Linked DNA regions of Mus musculus: regions 1 and 2 are each linked to region 3. The links are chromatin contacts, called in public HiChIP or PLAC-seq and Micro-C maps. All regions are on one chromosome and are shown on one strand. Each heading gives the region's core, a stretch centred on a gene start, on an enhancer-like site or on the middle of the called end of the contact. The rest is flanking DNA. Distances are from core to core; before and after follow the strand shown. Region 1 holds the start of Ficd (FIC domain containing). Region 2 has its middle 17 kb from the start of Asphd2. Region 3 overlaps 2900026A02Rik (RIKEN cDNA 2900026A02 gene).

Region 1 (3,622 bases), core at 732-3,231, 560 kb before region 3:
CTCTCCTTCAGGCCTGGGGGTGCCAACACCTCGCCCTCAGCTATCCCTGGCCCTTCCCATGCCTGGACAATTTCTGTTTTCTGGCAGTGCTGGGGACTGGAACCCTGGGCCCTTGTGCATGCATACCAGACAGGTGCTATCAGAGCTATGCCCCTGCTTCTAATGATGTGATTCCATTGTGGTGATGTGTGGTTGTCACCCCTGGGGACAGTGTGCCGCTGGCATCCAGGTAGGCTGCTGTAACACTCACTGTGCACACGGGGCATGCTTTGCACTGAGCTCTGTGCTTCGAGGGTGAGCACCCACCCACACTCAGCTTCCCTGAGTTCCTGGACCGCTCTCCAGTCCCATCCCCAGTGGTTTCTGGCCAGAGGGAGCACTGTTCTCAGGTGCTCTTCCTTGAACCACCCCCATGTAGATCTGAGGTGCAGCTCAGGGCCCACCCTTTGTGTGTCTCCCTCCAAATGCTGGGACACCCGTTCTCAGTCACTCATCAGACTGGAGTTCCGGACTGTCTCATTCACTGGGACGCCCTCATGCTTACACACACACAAACTGACAAGGCCAACCAAGTTGGCCAGCACACTCACCTGGAGACGCCGTAGTCTTGACTGTCAGCAGCCCTGCATCCCTGGAGGAGACACTGAGCTCTGTGCATAGGCTGGTGCACTTGGGGACCACAGGCTGTGCCCTGTCCAGTTTGCTCCTGAGCAGGTGGAAACCTCTGAGCACAGCCAGGCAATGCTCTTCCACAACTCCCAGCGGCAGCAGCAGAGCCAGCAGCGACCCCAGAGCCATGCTCAGCAGCGCCATCCACAGGAAACGGCCCCAGACGGAGACCCATTTGGGTTCGGCCACTGCCACCACCGACGCCATTGGCATGAGTATCATCTGGACTGAGGGCTGGGCCCAGAGCACTCGACACAGAGGAAAAGCTGGACCCTGCAAGGAACCAAGCATTGTAAAAGAATGAGGCAGTGGGAGTGGACCCGTTCCCAGATGGAGAGACCAGACACAGAATCGTCACACTTTCTAATTCATTAGGGACCACGGAAATGGGGGAGGGGTCTCATGGTGCAGGGCCAGCCTGGGAAGATTCATCCTAACCCATAGCTCCTCCGGGGTAGAGTGATAGGACTCTAATGCATTTATATATATTAACTTTCATAATCTCAGCCTACAACCCCAGGAGGTGATGTTTCCACACCGCCCTCCCCAGAGGAGATGCAATCAGAACTCAGAAAAGTGAAGTCGGGGACTTTTCAGCCCCCCTCTTAGTCCACTAGTCCACCACAAGCGACTATTGCCACAGGACACCTAGTGTTTGGGCTGTAACTCCTGCATACGCCCCTGGACACACACCACAATCTTCGATAAGGACAAATGTCTGGTGTCCTGATGTTACCATATGAATACCGACAGCCTCGGTGACCAATGTTGTGTCCCTTCTGCCCTTCCTTCCCTGGCTTGTCCATCATAGACAGGGAAACCCAAGGCCTGGCCAACAACAGTGGGTGATGATGCCCTACCTCAGCGAGGGCGAACACAAGCTTGGGGGCTGGCGGGGGATGGGGGGGGGGAGCGAGGGATCAGGTATGCAAATGCCATCTTGCCAACAATAAGCATTTATTGGGCAACTATGGTGTGCCGGACACTGCGCTGCCGGCCAGCCTTGCACGCTGTCAGCCCCCTTGCGAAGAGCGAGCAAGCTACCTGTAGCTCCCGGTTTACAGATGAGGGATGACGCCGTTCTGACAGGCGGCGCCGGAGCTCCGGGGCCTGACCCGCCACGTCATCACTTCGCGCGGCCTGTGCAGCGGCTCGAGCCCAGCAGACTTCGGCTTACTCCCGAAGCGGGGGGTGGGGTGGGGGGTGGAATGAGGCTGCCGCGAGCTCCCGCTACGAACCGGCCCAGGGCTCGTGCCCGCCTCCAGCATCCAAACCCGCGCGGCCGTTCCCCGCAGCCGCGGTCGCAGGCCCCGCCCCCACCACCTCGCCCCGCTCCCGTCGCCTCGCCATTGGACGGACGGCCGCCCTTGCCGCGGCGGATTGGCTGTCTCGACTTGTCCATCCGCCGCGCTTCCGGGTTCTAGAGCTAGCTAGAGCATCCCCCCGGGAAAGGCGCGCCGTGTGCCGCTTCCATTGGCTGTCGCTTGTGTGCATGGGGCGGGGTCGAGGCCACCGGCTAGGGCGAGCATTTGCGTCCTGTTTTCCCGTCCCAGCATCTGCTACCTTCCTGGGCCTCCACCTAGGCTCTGTGTGCTTCAGTTTCTCTGGTGTGCAATGGCAGTAGCCACATCACCAAACGTTTCCCACTTCTTAGTCCCGGTTTCACCGTTTGTCCCTTTTCTTTACCCCCTTTCTTGTCCTCTCTAATCTACTTTTGTTTTTGAGATGGCTTCGCACCGTGTAGACCAGGCCTGGCTAGGAATTAATTCACGGTGTAGCCCAGGTTGGTCGGGACTTACTGTGTAGCCCGAGCTGGCTTAGTATTCAACCCGGGTCATTTTGAGCCAACATGCCCTCCTGACCTTTTTTAGTTTGCATTCTCTGGAGCGGCTGGCTATGGCTTTTTGTTTACCAAATTAAGTTTTCTTTGGTGCAGAGGGCAGGGCTCCCATCTCAACCCACAAATATTGAACCGGAAGCTCCCAGGGCCTGCTTTGAGAGGTTACTGGGCACACTCTGGAGTCAGACGGCCCACAGATTCAGATTTTTGCCCTCAGTCTCTTGTGATCTTGGATCAGTTTTCTCAACGGCAGAATGGGACAACAGCTCACATCTCTTAATTAAAAAAAAAAAAAAAAGTTCGTGTGCGCGCACGTGCACAGAGATCAGTTTGCAAACCTGGGCTTTCTCCTTCTACCATATGGGTTTGTGGATTGAACGCAGGTCACCAAGTTTGGCTCCTACCTGCCTTAGCCCTCAGGTTCTGGATTTGGGACTCTTTTCATGGAGCCACACAGCCCTGGGTTCGCATCCCAGCTCTGCCACTAGCAGACTGACTTGGTGGTGTCAATCTACTTTACTGATCTGTCACCTGCAGGTAGCTTAAATTGGTCTGGGACTCACTGTATAGGCCAGGCTAGCCCCAACCTCCCGCCTCTGCCTCTGCCTTCTGAGTGCTGGGATTAGAGGCATATACCACCAAATCCGGTTTCAGCCTGCTTTCTTATAGAACCCCCTGACCAGCCCAGGGATGGCTCCACCCACAATGGGCGGGGCCTTCCCCCATCAATCATTAATTAAGAAAATGCCCTACAGTTGGATCTTATGGAAACATTGTTCTCAATTGAAGTTCCTTTCCCTCCAGATAACGCTAGTGCGGTGATTCTCAACCTGTGGGCCATGACCCCACAGGGCTCTCATATTAGCTATTTACATTACATTACGATTCATCACAGTAGCAAGCGTATGGCTATGAAGTAGTAATGAAATAATTTTATAGTTGGGGGTCACCACAGCATGAGGAAACTATGTTTAAATATAATTTTATAATGTAGTATGTTAGTCAGGGTTCTCTAGAGTCACAGAACTTTTCGGTAGTCTCTATATAGTAAGGGAATTTGTTATGATGACTTACAGTCTGTAGCCCAACTCTCCAACAATAGTCAGCTGTGAG
Region 2 (3,886 bases), core at 1,083-3,582, 770 kb after region 3:
TAAAATCTCCAGTGTCTGCCCCAAATGCAAATTCTAACAGGATAGGGCTTTATGGAATTGCATGGTCTTTACATCTAGTTAATATCAGTGTGTGGTTGCTTTTATTTGCAACTTTTTTCCATTAATTTATTTATTTGTTCGCCTTACATTCTGGTCGCTGCCTTCCCGTCCTCCTGTATTTACAACTTTTTAATAACAAAGTTTAATATGAACTTCAACTTTAGCTGGCTGTGACGTTAGGGGTGGGTTTGTAATTATAGTTACACATTTATTTAGTCAGTGTGTGTGTGTGTTTGTGTATGTCAGGGTGTGTGTCTGTGTGTGTGTCAGTGTGTCTATCTGTATGTATATCTCTGTGTGTCTGTGTCTGTAGCTGTATGTGTGTCTATGTCTGTTTGTCTGTGTGTATCTCTGTGTATCTGTGTCTATGTGTGTGTGTGTCTGTGTATCCATGTCTGTGTCTCTATGTGTGTGTGTGTGTGTGAGAGAGAGAGAGAGAGAGAGAGAGAGAGAGAGAAGGTCATAGGACAATTTGCAACAGTTTGTTCTTGCCTCACACTTGACAGGTTCCAGAACTGAACTCCAGTCCTAGGACTTGGCAGCAGGCATCTTTGCTCACTGAGCCAGCTGACTCACTAGTCCTGCAGCAGGCCCTATGGCCTTCTTGAGATCCACTCACTGCTCTGCAACCTATGGACACCTTTCTGGTGCATATGAACACCTCTTAAGAGGATCAAGCCTATTGTCTCAGTTAAGGTTTTACTGCTGTGAACAGATACCATGACCAAGGCAACTCTTATAAGGATGACATTTAATTGGGGCTGGTGTACAGGTTCAGAAGTTCAGTCCATTATCATCAAGGCAGGAACATGACAGCATCCAGGCAGGCACTGTGCAGGAGGAGCTGAGAGTTCTACATCTTCATCTGAAGGCTGCTAGAAGACTGATTTCCAGGCAGCTAGGATGAAAGTCTTAAAGCCCACGCCCACAGTGACACACCTACTCCAACAAGGCCACACCCACTCCAACAAGACCACGCCTTCTTCAACAAGGCCACACCTACTCCAACAGGGCCGTCAGCCCTGTGTGTGAGTCCAGGTGTTTTTTCCTATGCTTTATTATGTGTGAAATAGATAGGCATTCTAAATGTCACATTCTGGCCAAGTTGGGTGGTACAAGCCTGCAATACCAGCTCCTGGGAAGCTGAGGCTGGGGGATCGCAAGTCTGGGCCAACCTGAACTGTGTAGTAAGTATGAAAAAAAAAAAAGCCATGTGGTGACTGCAATGAGTTTTCAATGCAGGACCAGTCCGGAAGGCAGGAAGTACCCTTTCTTAGTGCCCAGATCCGACATCTTTTCCTGCCATATCTGTGATACACTGCTGCGTGCCCTTTGATGTCTGCCCTTCCCTCACCGTGCCTTTTGCTCACTCTCATGTAACTAGAAAGAAGTAGGGAGTGCCGCCGTGCCCTGTCTCTGTAGCTGATGTGGGTTCTTTGAGGGTGATGGAGTCTTAGCTCTCTCAGTAGGTTTACCTGGGGGTAATCAACAGCCCCCAGAAACACCTCAAGCCGATGACTTAGCCTGCCCTTGTCTCTCACCCAAGAAGAATCAGGGCAAGAAGAGCAAATGTAGTTTTACTAAGGAAAAAAAGTGGCAGGGATTGGGTGGGGGAGCTCTGAGGGAGGAATGCCGAGATGTGGTCTTCCCAATGGCCTCTGGGAATTAGATAGAGGCAGAGATCGTCCTGTGCGGCTGCAGCAGTCATGGCCCCCACATTCTTGGACATTTAAAGGGAGATCACATGGCTGTGGATTGACCAGGAGGTTCCCCCGCAGAATTCCAGAGCTGAGAAAAGACGGGCATTGTCCTCCCCCACACATGCAAATATGCGAAACCCACAAACTCCTAGAGCAATCAGTCCTGCCTGAAATTTGCTGAGAACCAATACCTGGGGCTGCTAAGAATATGTCCCACCAGAAATAAATTTTCCGAGCCAGGCAATGCCAGCCAGTTATGAAGTCGCCCCACCTAGCCAGCTCGACAATCACGGGAACAACACAGGTGTCAGTCACCACACCTGCTCCACTGGTGGCTTCAAAGGCGAAGACATTTGCAACAGTGACTTAATGACGGCTCCCAGGCCCCAGAGGCTGGAGTGGGGGTGGAGCTCATCCCACTCTGCTTCTCTTCCTCGAGAAGGTCAAACTGACATGGTCAGAGGAAACCCCAAAGCACAGTCCTCTCACCGTCTACTTTAACCAACAGACTGACAGGCATTCCCGGGTGGCACCCTATGCGCCGAACCTGCCACCGCCTCTTCAAAACACTGCTGGTTTCCATGGAAACCAAAAAAAGCACTCGGGCTGGGAGAGCTACTGGGAATTGCAAATTGAGATGCCCCAAACTACCCCTGCAGCACATTTCTAAGCCCTCATTTGGAAAAAGAAACAGTAGCTCAGGTTTGCACTGGGGACAGGGGCTGAAGGGTAGGGGGGTGAGGGTGGGGGCACATTAGGAAGCCCTTAAAAAAACTCGAGAGCATTTCCAGCGCCCAACATCCTGTCTGACCCTGGTATACTTTCTAGATTCCAACATCCTAACTGGATTGCTTCCTTTTCAAAAGAAGCTCCCTCCCGGGAGACGCAGAGAGGGTGTATCTGGGATGCACAGGCTTCTGGAGTTAGGGTCCTGTCTGCTGTTTATAAGGCTCATGTTGTGACAAGGCAGCACAGGTCACAATGATGCCTGCGGTCAGGACGCCAACACAGAGTCCTCTGCTGCTGATCTCTCTCCTCCCCAGGCTGAGAGAGGGCTGTTCGCACAGAGATGATTATATTTCTGTTCTCAAAATCCGCTATCTGAGACGGGAATGCAAAATGAAAGGCAAGGGTTTCTACAAACAGATGCCGGGCTGGCGCAGCACAGGAAGGGATTTTAAAAAGACAGCTAAAGACAAGTCATCTTTAAAAAGTTCTTAGAGCAAAGATACAGACCAAAGCTAGGCATGGCAGCACAGACTGTAAGGCCTTGCTTGTGGGGCAGAGGTAGGTGGATCCGGACATGAGGTTAGCTCAGACTACGTGAGACCCTGACTCAAAACAAAGTAGCTAGACAAAGTGAATTTTTCCATCTTTTCTTTTTCCTTTTATGAAGTCCAAGCTTGGCAGCTGGTTGCTTTTCTTGGGCTTGGATACCTTTGTGGGCCATGCATGTGTACCGTGCATGGATGCTATGGACGGATGCATGAGGACCTGACTTCAGTCCCCAGCAAAAAGGCAGGCTTGGTGGCATCCATTTGAAATCCTAGCACTGGGGTGGAAGATAGGAGGATGGCTGAAGATCTCCGCCAGTCTGCCCATAGGATACACTGTTTCAAGAAACAGGCACACGCCTTTAATCCCAGCACTCGGAGGCAGAGGTAGGCGGATTTCTGAGTTCGAGGCCAGCCTGGTCTACAAAGTGAGTTCCAGGACAGCCAGAGCTATACAGAGAAACCCTGTCTCGAGAGAGAGAGAGAGAGAGAGAGAGAGAGAGAGAGAGAGAGAGAGATGGAAGGCATCTGAGGAAAGACACCAAAGTTGTTTTCTGACCTCTACATGCTCATAGGTGCACACACAATGGCACACTGCTTCCCTGTTTCAAATGTGTGCCATCACATCCGTCCCTCCAGCTGCCCAAGAGAGAAAACTGAGAATAACTCTGTCCCTTCTTCAGCCCTTCATTCACTCTCTCACTGTCTCCATCCACTGCCATGACAACAGGCTCACGGCGTGCTTCTTTATAAGGGCTGGGGCCAGCCTGGGTTACAGGGTTCCAGCCTAGCCTAGGCTACAGAGTGAGATGGTTTCAAGTACTCTGTTTTTATTTAGGACACAGTCCTGGA
Region 3 (3,610 bases), core at 1,015-3,514:
CAAGCAGCCAGCAGAGCCCCTAGGGGCAGCCATGACCACCAAGTCTGGCTTGCCACTGTGGGCACCGCCACACTCGGCTCCTGGAGAAAACTGCCCCTCACCTTCTGCCGTCCCAGCTGGTTCCAGGAGAAAATCTCCAGGCATCGCTGAGTTTGAAAGCAAGCCCTCCTCCAGTGAGCACCAGGGTACCAAGCATTGGCAAAATTCAGCCAAGTCCCAGGAGCCAGGCAGCAGGTACCCAGTCTCCCCTGGGTCACCTCCCTCTGACCGGAAGAAAGGGACTCCGAGGAGATCCACTGGTCAGGGAGTGGAAGGCAATGGGGTGCCGTGGGGAACCCCCCCACGCGATTCTGGTTGGTCGCCGCTGGACATCAAGAGGGCCTGCTCAGAGAAGGGCCCACCAGCCAGGATCCGGGAGGGCCTGTCCGTCATGCAGGACGCCAGGCATCGGAGGCAAGAACAGTCCAAAGGGAAGCCGGACCTCCCAGCCACCGAGACTCCCGAGGCTGCCGCAGGACCCTGTCAGAGGGATTCGAGGAGGCCAGAAGGCCCTAAGGTGGGTACAGAGGCACTTGGAATTTTGTCATATTGTTTGTATGTATCTATGTCCAGGATCTCAGATTTCACGTGGGCTGTGTAAGTGTGTGACGGAGTGGAGGTGCCACTCTAGGGAGTGGTGAGGACTGCACGCTAACAGGATACCTAGGTGTGCTTGCTTCCAGACTCTTAGGATTTTTTTCTCCTATTTTTTTAAAAGATTTATTTAATGTATATGAGTATACTTGCTGTCTTAAGACACACCAGAAGAGGGCACTAGATCCCATTCTAGATGGTTGTGAGCCACCATGTGGTTACCAGGAATTGAACTCAGGACCTCTAGAAGAGCAGTCAGTGCTCTTAACTGGCAAGCCGTCCCTTTCTTTATCCTCCCTTCCCCTTCCTTTTTACGGGGTGTGGCATGGGAGAACTAAAGCTCCTCCTAGCCCCAGCTCCGCCCCTGGCCCCAGCCCTGCCCCACCTCGGCCCCGCCCCACAACAACCGGGGCCTCAGCCCATTGGCCATTTTGAAACCTGAGACAGAAAGGGACATTTATTAAAAGAAATCCACATTTTCAGGTGTTAACCCTGAAATAAGGAGGCTTGCTAGAAAACTTCATTTTGTCCTGGCCGTGCTTGGCCTGGCTCTGTCTGCTTGGCCACGGGTTGTGGGTTCAAAATTTGGCCTGGGACTTGGATGAGGGAGGACATGTGTGAGTGTCGCAGAGTACCTGCTCGATGCCACCTCACCCGTTGTCCTCTCTAGAGCTTCCAGGAAGATCTGTGCCGTGAGTGAATGCCAAGCAGCCCACGGGGTCTGACAGGACGGCTCACTTTGGATTGGGTTTTCCAGAAGCAGCCTGTCTTAGGTCTCTTAGGAGGTGACCAGAGGGAGGACCGGCTGCGGACTGGGGAAGGTGGCAAGGAATTACCAGTGTGGGCAACTGAGACCCGGTGCCCGGGAAACCTCTGGGAAGCTCGTAGGCACAACTGGGTCGACCTGGTCAAGGGTCAGAGAGCCAGGAGTATGCGTTTTCTATTTATTCCTGTTGACGTCGAAGAATATGTCTGGGCCTTTGGATATATGGGATTTGACCGTTCTGCGCATAGTAGGGCAGCTCTGCACCAACTCTTGTATCGGCGTGAGAAACAGGCAGGGAGCCGACAAGGTCTGCTGCGGGTGTAAAATAAGACAACCCGAAAACAGGGCTCAGAGAGGTCACACAGCAAAAGGCCAAGATGCTTGAGCCCAGGTCTGGCAGGATCCCATGAGATGACAAAGCAGGGAAGAAACAGGAAGCTGCGTGCAGCCCTTGGGGAGCTTTTTACCTCAGCTGGGTGATAGGGCTCTGGAACCCAAGGTCAGGAAATTATATGATGCTCAATGAGGCGCCGGAGGAGTGACCCAGGAAGGCATCCTGGAGGAGGCCCTGATGGGTGACCCCGGGAGCAGGGCATGCTGGGAGATCTGGAGGCTGGAGTCAGCCCCACCTAGCCCTTGCTGAGCAGTTCAGCAGAGGCAGCAGCCTAGTCTTCAGTGTTTCCTGCTGTAACAAACCACACCGGGCCAGGAACTTATTTCCCACAGTTCTGGCTGCTGTGAATCCCCGGCCCGTGACTGGTTTGTTCCTGGACTTCCTTTCCACGCTGCCCTGGAGTTTTAGGACGCCGTGTTTACAGAGTCGAGCGCAGCCAAGGATTACAGCAGTTTCTCATCCCCAAGTTTGTGAGAGAGGAACCAGGGTCTAGCCTGTCAGAGACAGGGGCGCCACCTAGAGGGGCCTGTGAGAACAGAGTCAGCTTTGGCCACGAAGGATGGGATGTGGATTGTCCTCACATTTATGGTGTGGAGTATGGGGGGATTGGAGCTTCGAACTTGTGTTTCTCCTCCGGAGCCCTGAGTTGCTCAGCGTCGCTAGTGGAACCTTCCAGACTTGCACTGAGCTCCTCCCTCCTCCAGTGTGGGTTCTTCCCACACTGCTCCTTGCCTCCCACTCCCCCCAACGCCCCCGTTGGGAACCCGAAGCTGCAGTATGGTCCAGCAAGGTTTGCCTCTGGTGGTCTCACCCAGCTCTCACGCCCCGCCCCCGTTGCCGTGGGAGCGGGGGGAGGGGGCCAGAAGAGACTGCCGGGCTGGAATGTGACACGCTGCAGCTCAGCAGCTCAGCTCGCCAGCACCTCGGGACCCACTGGCAACAGGAGCGCCTGGGCTGCAGAGGGTCCTGGATGATGCCCAGAGCGCCCAGGCCCCAGGAGGGCTGGTTGTCGGGGGGGGGGGGGCGGGGGGGGCGGGATCAGCTTTCCCTTGGCGGAGGGATCCACGGACCAGCTTCCCGCTTCTGGCCTCTCTCCTGGAAGGCTTGTTTTGTTTTGTTGCTGAGTCAGGGTCTTCCTTAGCACAGGCTGGTCCCTGGGGACCTGACCCTCATCCCATTGTTGGGCGTCCTTCCTTCCTTCCCTTGATCTGGTTCCTGATCTTAAAGATCAAAAACAATCAGATGAGTGAAGACAAGAAGCCACAGAGGTGCCCAGAATGCTGGTTGTTAAAAAGACAAACACGGGGCAGAGAGGGAAGGGATCATTTGCTCAGGGATGGGGGTTGGGGTGGGGGAGCTGGTAAAGATGTTCCAGCCGTTGGGACTTTCCTGTGTCTCTCAAGAATTAGGAATAGCCAGGCAGTGGTGGCACACGCCTTTAATCCCAGCCCTTGGGAGGCAAGGCAGGCGGATTTCTGAGTTCGAGGCCAGCCTGGTCTACAGAGTGAGTTCCAGGACAGCCAGGGCTACAGTGAGAAACCCTGTCTTGAAAAACAGACAAAGGCTGGCGAGATGGCTCCGTAGGTAAGAGCACTGACTGATCTTCTGAAGGTCCTGAGTTCAAATCCCAGCAACCACATGGTGGCTCATAACCACCCATAATGAGATCTGATGCCCTCTTCTGGTGTGTCTGAGGTCAGCTACAGTGTACTCACACATAATAATAAATAAATCTTAAAAAAAAAACCAGACAAAACAAAAAGAGTTAGGAATATTCTCTGGGTGTGTACGGACACCTATGAAACACACCACGTAAC

The links. A called contact is a pair of places that touch in the nucleus more often than the background predicts. HiChIP or PLAC-seq counts read pairs in DNA pulled down with a chosen protein or histone mark.
Region 1: a contact with region 3 is called in a Micro-C map of embryonic stem cells, with 4 times the contacts expected there. The contact joins the promoter of Ficd here to the enhancer-like site in region 3. A contact is called at or near these places in 2 of 39 promoter capture datasets (embryonic stem cells and hippocampal neurons), 2 of 15 datasets of contacts at CTCF or cohesin (large pre-B cells and pro-B cells), 21 of 484 Hi-C or Micro-C datasets (the AML12 cell line, B cells, the C2C12 cell line and 9 more), 4 of 115 datasets of contacts at active chromatin or transcription factors (bone marrow-derived macrophages, embryonic stem cells, large pre-B cells and 1 more) and 1 of 9 other capture datasets (embryonic stem cells).
Region 2: an H3K4me3 HiChIP or PLAC-seq map of forebrain shows a contact between it and region 3, with 4 times the contacts expected there. The contact joins two enhancer-like sites. A contact is called at or near these places in 1 of 15 datasets of contacts at CTCF or cohesin (large pre-B cells) and 4 of 115 datasets of contacts at active chromatin or transcription factors (astrocytes, embryonic hindbrain, embryonic stem cells and 1 more).

What each region holds. Positions count from the first base shown.
Region 1 is chr5:113,734,141-113,737,762 of GRCm38.p6, reverse strand. Ficd (FIC domain containing) reads right to left here and starts at 1,981. Exons shown (of 3, transcript NM_001010825.3): 1 at 1,714-1,981; 2 at 591-942. The coding sequence starts at 891.
Region 2 is chr5:112,410,122-112,414,007 of GRCm38.p6, reverse strand. No RefSeq gene overlaps it. Among named protein-coding and RNA genes, the nearest start is that of Asphd2, 17 kb to the right of the region's middle. Within about 2 kb of position 2,332, at least 62 of the 459 cell types and tissues checked have an H3K27ac peak or open chromatin away from gene starts, as enhancers often do. A contact at or near this core is called in forebrain, where this site is marked.
Region 3 is chr5:113,179,000-113,182,609 of GRCm38.p6, reverse strand. It overlaps 2900026A02Rik (RIKEN cDNA 2900026A02 gene), which reads left to right. Exons shown (of 13, transcript NM_001375886.1): 5 at 1-556. Among named protein-coding and RNA genes, the nearest start is that of Gm42161, 35 kb to the right of the region's middle. Within about 2 kb of position 2,264, at least 205 of the 459 cell types and tissues checked have an H3K27ac peak or open chromatin away from gene starts, as enhancers often do. A contact at or near this core is called in the AML12 cell line, the C2C12 cell line, bone marrow-derived macrophages and 6 more, where this site is marked.